Regions from separate parts of the Cricetulus griseus genome. Here region 2 is linked to region 1. The links are chromatin contacts, called in public Hi-C maps. All regions are on one chromosome and are shown on one strand. Each heading gives the region's core, a stretch centred on a gene start, on an enhancer-like site or on the middle of the called end of the contact. The rest is flanking DNA. Distances are from core to core; before and after follow the strand shown.

Region 1 (3,089 bases), core at 509-3,008:
AGCACAGAAGCCTCGTGTCTTAATACTGAGCTTGTCCCTGAGCTGAGCTTCTGCAGTCATCATTGGCGCACCTCCAGCACATAGTATGCTGGGTTGTTTGGGTTTTTTTTTTTTGTTTCTTTGGTTGTTCTATTGTTTCCTTAACATCACGTGTTTTCTTTTCATTCTTGGAAGTTTGTCCTAGCTCTCATCTCAGAGAAACTTCCTCTAGCTTCCACCCCACCATGGAGTGAATCCTGCGTACAGTGGTGTTCCATACACCTCACAGAGTCTAGCCCCTGTGTCTTCGCTGGAATGAAATGCCTAGGGGGTGGAGACCGATGGTTACTCAGACAGAACCCTCCTGATGAAGAGCCGGTTATGGGGAAGCTGCAGCAGATAACCCCAGACAACAAAACCCACCTATGGCATCAGGGGGACCGCAGTCAGGGCTAGGCCGGCATCTTTTGTTTACTTATTTTGTTTTTTTAGACAGGTCTATGGCCTTGGTTTCTCAGCTCTTCCCCCACCCCACGCCTGCTGGGATCACAGGCCAGTCACTGTGTACTCAGGACTTTTGACTGAACACTGCTATCTATGGTCCTGATGCAATGCCAGCTATTACTGTTGTTGGGGTCGATTGATTTGATCTCGGAAATTGATTTCTGCTTTCTCTTAAAAATCCCACCCCCTTATGTCTGTTGTAAATAAACTTCCCTCTAATGGACAGATGTTTTTTTCACCAAAAGATTAACAGTAAAATGGTTCGTTGGCAATGGGTTTGGAGGCAGAGACGCGTTTGCAGCTCACGTGTCCTGGTGGCTAGCAGAGCCCTCAATAAATACTTGCAGAGGGGACAAATCACACCTAGCTTTCCGGGAATGGAGGCAGCCAGCATGAAACTCGGGAGAGAATGGCGGGGGTAGACAGCCTGGGATTACACTGATCCACCATAATCCTGCCCAAATCCAGAAGCCACCTGGACAAGTTTAGTGGACTGAGCCCCTCTGTTGGATCCATGTGGACCCTGCTGCTAATGAGTTCAAGACAGGCGTCCCGGAACAACAGAACAGCTCCTAAATTGGTGTATTGTACTTGCTTATTTGTTTTTTGAAACGGTCTCATTAGCTCTGGCGCTATACCGTTCTTATCTACGGAGAGAAACACAAGCGGGGCCGTCCATCCTTCTGAGGCAGAATCCGTTTGATTCTGCTGTCTCTCCCGTCTCACCCACTTCCAACTTCCCCCTTTGGGTTGTGTGTTTACTTTCAGAAACTTTTTATTAAGGAAAATCAGGACACAGCAAAAGTGGAGAGAGAGGACGTGCTAGAAGCCTCCAGCATTAAGATCCCCAAGCCATGCACCGCCTCGGGTCATCTCAGACGCTGCCTCCTGACTCCCGGAATCCGAATCCATTCGGGATGCACCCGGGGGAGGCCCCCGGGTACCACGGGGCGGCCCGGGGTCGGGCTCGAACCGGGTTTGCTTCCTCCTCTTCCCGCACAGCGTGGGTCACCTCGGCCCACCGGGTGATGTGTGAGTGAGACTCTCCGCGCCGGGCCCCCGAGAGAGGCAGCGGCAGGCGCCCGCCACTTCCTCTTTCTCGCTCTGACTAAGCCTGCATCCCGCTCGCGGGGCGGAGGCGGGTGCCCGCAGCCCCGCCCAGGGGCGTGGCCGGCGCCGAGGGGGCGGGGAAACACCCATATTTGGCCTTATATGGGCAGTCACGTCACAGGACGCGCACTCATTCACATAAAACGCTGCGCTGCCGGCGGAATCCCCGGCTTTCTGGGGCGGCGAGTGGCGGGGCCGGGGCACCGAGCCTCGCGGGCCGGGGAGAGCGTCGCGCCGACCCTCGCGCCGGGCTCCCTTCGCCAGGCCACAGCCCCGCACGCCGGCCTTGGGCCGCTGGGTGGCGGCGGCGGCATGAAGGTCACGTCGCTCGACGGGCGCCAGCTGCGCAAAATGCTCCGCAAGGAGGCCGAGGCGCGCTGCGTGGTGCTCGACTGCCGGCCCTACCTGGCCTTCGCCGCGTCGAGCGTGCGCGGCTCGCTCAACGTCAACCTCAACTCGGTGGTGCTGCGGCGGGCCCGGGGCGGCGCGGTGTCGGCGCGCTACGTGCTGCCCGACGAGGCGGCGCGCGCCCGGCTGCTGCAGGAGGGCGGCGGCGGCGTGGCGGCCGTGGTCGTGCTGGACCAGGGCAGCCGCCACTGGCAGAAGCTGCGCGAGGAGAGCGCCGCGCGCGTCGTGCTCACTTCGCTGCTGGCCTGCCTGCCCGCCGGCCCGCGGGTCTACTTCCTTAAAGGTGAGCTCGCCCGGGAGCCGCGGGCCCCCTGCCACCCGCCCCGCTCCCCCGGCACCCTGCGCCGGGGACACCGCGGTCCCCAGGCTCCCCTCGCCGCGCGGCGCAGGGAGAAAGTCGCAACTCGAGGGAGTGTGCACCCCGGGGTTTCGCGTGCGCCTGGGAGGTCCTTGCAAGCGTCAGCGTCCGGGGCTTCCTGCTCCCCACCCAGGCGCCTTTCCTCGAAAGCGTCTGGCAACCTGTCCGTCCTGCGGGCCGGGTGGGCTGGGAAGGTGCTGCGGGCGGTGTTCCTTAGCAGTTCCGGGGGCCGAGGGCTCGTGCTGGGCCCTGGCGCCGCTTGCAGACTACGGGGGTCCGAGTCTTTCTTAACAAGATCTGGCGCGATCGAACAAGTCGAGACCCTCCCCCGGGCCAGTGGCGCCGCGGTGTCCCCTTTCTTCCCGCCTAGACAATTACCGTGCGTTAGGCTGTGTCTTGGTGGGCCTCTTGCCTTTTTGACCCGGGCAAGTCCCTCCCCTTCCTCTCGCTTTATTGCTTTTTATTGTTTTCCTGCAGCCTCCTTCTCCCATCCTTGGCCTTTCTCGAGCTTAAAGCTTAATTTGGAGCTGACAGCTTTCCCGTCCCTTTCCCGGTCCCTTCCCCAGCAGGGGATTGTCCCCGGGACTGACTGCCTCAGTTAGAGACTTGCCAGCTGGCCAGCCCAGTTAGGAGAGGTGCCGCAGGGGCAGTGAGATATGCAGGAGATTCTGTGGCCTTTGGTTTTAGGCCTTCAAGGGCGGCCTCCGGGCCCAACCATTTCACCTGCTGG
Region 2 (3,574 bases), core at 600-3,099, 140 kb before region 1:
TTAATCCGGGTATCCTTTCCTCCTTTAACACTGTTACCTTTTGAACTAAGTTTCCTTGTCAAATCTTTAAAAATAAACGCATACTCAGTTGCAACGTTTCTTCTCATGAGCTCCTAAAAGCACACACAAGAGTTACAAAACCATGAGTGTTTCATTCATTCCAATGTACACCTAATGGAGAAAGCAACCACAGAAGCCTGGGTGCCCGCGTGTGTGAATACAAGCAGGGAGCCCCTTCTTCACCGGTGCGTACACAGCGTGCGTGCGTGCGTGCGTGCGTGCGTGCGTGCGTGCGTGCGTGCGTGCGTATGTATGTATGTATGTATGTATGTATGCATGCAAGCAGGGAGTATGTATGTATGTATGTATGTATGTATGCAAGCAAGCAGGGAGCCCCTTCTTCACCGGTGCGTACACAGCGTGCGTGCGTGCGTGCGTGCGTGCGTATGTATGTATGTATGTATGTATGTATGTATGTATGTATGTATGTATGCAAGCAGGGAGCCCCTTCTTCACGGGTGCTTTAAGTGCCTATGAATTCTGAACAACACTTCATTTGAGAAAAACAAATATTCTTTCAAGCAACATCAACTCCAACTGTCCACTTATCCTTACTTGCAAATCCTTCTTCAATTTCAAGAGGTCTTCATTTTCTCCGTTCCCAGACAAGGCAGCTTCTACTTGCTGGAGCTGAGCTTTGTAGCTAGCCAACTGTTTTGCCAGGTCCTCTGACATCTGAGGAAAAAAATGAAAAAAACCATACGAGCTGAGTCAAACGCCGAACTACAAAAATGGTCCTCCAACCGGCCTAAGTTATCACTTCTGCTCCCAGCTCGTTTTATTCCTCATCACTTGTACTTTCTTCAGATATAGCTAACCCCCAAACTTCAAAGCAATAAATCCTATGGACTACAGCATGTCAGAGAAAGCGATCTGCTTGAAGAAAGGCAGGGTCTGTCTGTGTGGCTTTGGAGGCTGTCCGGGCAGTCGCTCTGTGGGCCAGGCTGGTGTCGCACTCACAGAGCTCCCCGCGCCTGTCTCTGCGTCCCGAGTGCTGGGAGTAAAGGCGGACGCCAGCACCGCCGGGCTTCCGACAAGCTTCTCCCCGGTGGGCAGAGTGAGACCAGGCAAGCGAGGACGGGCGAGCCCTTCCAAAGCCAGACAGCGCTGCGCAAGGCGCTTCTGCGGCCCTGGCGTCGGGCGAGCGCGGCCTGCGGAGCCCCGTCCCCGCCGCGGCCGGCCGTCTCGGGGGCGCAGCTCGGGGCTGCACTGCGTGCGGGGCACACGGGCTGCAGGACCGCGTCCGGGCCGCTCCCCCTCCCCGGCCCCCGCCCCGCCACAGCTGCGCCCGCCGCTCGCAGCGGGAAGCTCGGAGCTCCGCTTCCATGGAAACGGCGGCGCCCCGCATCCACCATCCTCCCGGGCCTGTCCCCCGGCCGCCCGCCCGCCCGCCGGCTTCCCCGGGCCGGCCACGCTCGCCGCCTGGGCCCGGAAGCCTCCCCGCCGGCCCGGGCGGCCCACTCGGGGTGCGAGCGCGGCCGGCCCCACACGCTGCCCGCGCCGGGACCCCGCGGCCTCCGTCTCTACTCCAGGCCGAGGCCCGGCGAGGCCTACACCCTCCGTCCGTCCGTCCGTCCGTCCGAGGCTCGTTACCTTGGGCGGGGCTGGGGACGGGGCGGCGGGCAGGGGTCGGGGAAGCGGGCCCAGCGGCGGCGGCGGCAGCAGCGGCGGCGACGGGGGCGAAGTCCACGGCGACGAGAAGGTTCGGTCTCAAGAGGGAAAACTCCAGCGGCGGCGCGGGGGGAGGGGAGGAAAGCCGGGCTCCCGCAGGAGGAAGAGACAAGGCGACTCAGATCTCGCGAGACGCGCGGGCTCTCGCGGAGTGGCGCTGGCGTCACATGACTCCCGGCGTCCTCTCAGCGGCCGGCGTCGGCGGCCTCTGGAGGCGGGGTGGGTGTGGCCTCACTGGGGCGGAAGTGACGCGTCTGCGCTGCGCCTGGCGCAGAGTGCGGGCTCCTCTTGCGTCAGTTCCTCCCGGAGCGGCGGCGGGGGGGCGGGGCGGCGGGGGCGGGCGGGGGCGGGGCGTCCTCCCGTGGGCTGCCCCGTCTGGATGCCGGGGCGAGCGCTCGCGAGCCTTCCCGGCAGGGGTGAGGACACGAGGCAGGGGGTTAGTGCCGAGAGTGGCGGGGCCTAAGGGCGCCTGCGGCCCCGCCCCGGGGAGGCGGGGGCAGAGAGGCGGGGGCAGGGGCAGAGAGGCGGGGGCAGGGGCAGAGAGGCGGGGGCAAGGGCAGAGAGGCGGGGGTAGAGAGACGGGGGCAGGGGCAGAGAGGCAGGGGCAGAGAGGGCGGGGGCAGGGGCAAGAGAGACGGGGGAGGCAGAGAGGCGGGGGCGGGGGCAGAGAGACGGGGATAGAGAGACGGGGGCAGGGGTAGAGAGGCAGAGGCAGGGGCAGAGAGGCGGGGGCAGGGGCAGAGAGGCGTGGGTAGGGGCAGAGAGGCGGGGGCGGGGGCAGGGGCAGAGAGACGAGGATACAGAGACGGGGGCAGGGGTAGAGAGGCAGAGAGGCTGGGGCAGGGGCAGAGAGACGGGGGTAGGGGCAGAGAGGCGGGGGCAGGGGCAGAGAGACGGGGGTAGAGAGGCGGGGCAGGGGCAGAGAGGCAGAGGTAGGGGCAGAGAGACGTGGTGGGGGTAGAGAGACGGGGGCAGGGGTAGAGAGGCAGGGGCAGAGAGGCGGGGGCAGGGGCAGAGAGGCGGGGACAGGGGTAGGGAGGCAGAGGCAGGGGCAGAGAGACGGGGACAGAGAGACGGGGGCAGGGGTAGAGAGGTGGGCGCAGGGGCAGAGAGACGGGGGCAGAGACACGGGGGGCAGGGGTAAGAGGCAGAGGCAGGGGCAGAAGAGGCGGGGCAGGGGCAGAGAGACGGGGCAGGGGTAGAGAGGTGGGTGGCAGGGGCAGAGAGACGGGGGCAGAGACACGGGGGCAGGGGTAGAGAGGTGGGCGCAGGGGCAGAGAGACGGGGACAGAGAGACGGGGGCAGGGGTAGAGAGGCAGAGGCAGGGGCAGAGAGGCCGGGGCAGGGGTAGAGAGACGGGGGCAGGGGTAGAGAGGGCAGGGCAGAGAGGCAGGGGCAGAGAGGCAGGGGTAGGGGCAGAGAGGCAGGGGCAGAGAGGCGGGGGGCAGGGGCAGAGAGGCGGGGGTAGGGCAGAGAGGTGGGGGCAGGGGCAGAGAGGCGGGGCAGGGGGCAGAGAGGTGGGGCAGGGGCAGAGAGGTGGGGGCAGGGGTAGGGAGGCAGAGGCAGGGTCAGACTGGCGGGGGGCAGGGTAGGGGCAGAGAGGCGGGGGCCGGCAGATCCGACTCTGAGGCAGGCCTGCTCTGTGTAGCGAGTTTCGGCTCTGGAAGTTCTGTGTGGTTCTTTACGGAACGTCAACGCGGCCAGTAAAGGTCGACACGGGCGTGACAGGGTGTGGGCGGTGGCCGCTCCCACAGACGCTGAGGGCCAGAGGAAGGGAGGTCGTTACAGAGTCAGGGTCACGCCCGCCCGAGTATGCGGCATCGTGTCCCACAGAAGGCTCCTC

Evidence for each region. A called contact is a pair of places that touch in the nucleus more often than the background predicts.
Region 2: a Hi-C map of the CHO-K1 cell line shows a contact between it and region 1, with 5 times the contacts expected there. The contact joins the promoter of Smndc1 here to the promoter of Dusp5 in region 1. A contact is called at or near these places in 4 of 8 Hi-C or Micro-C datasets (the CHK-Q cell line, the CHL-YN cell line, the CHO-K1 cell line and 1 more).

The regions. Positions count from the first base shown.
Region 1 is chr3:8,032,172-8,035,260 of CriGri-PICRH-1.0, reverse strand. Dusp5 (dual specificity protein phosphatase 5) reads left to right here and starts at 1,758. Exons shown (of 4, transcript XM_027407024.2): 1 at 1,758-2,284. The coding sequence starts at 1,906.
Region 2 is chr3:8,172,751-8,176,324 of CriGri-PICRH-1.0, reverse strand. Smndc1 (survival of motor neuron-related-splicing factor 30) reads right to left here and starts at 1,849. Exons shown (of 6, transcript XM_027407025.2): 1 at 1,654-1,849; 2 at 616-735. The coding sequence starts at 735.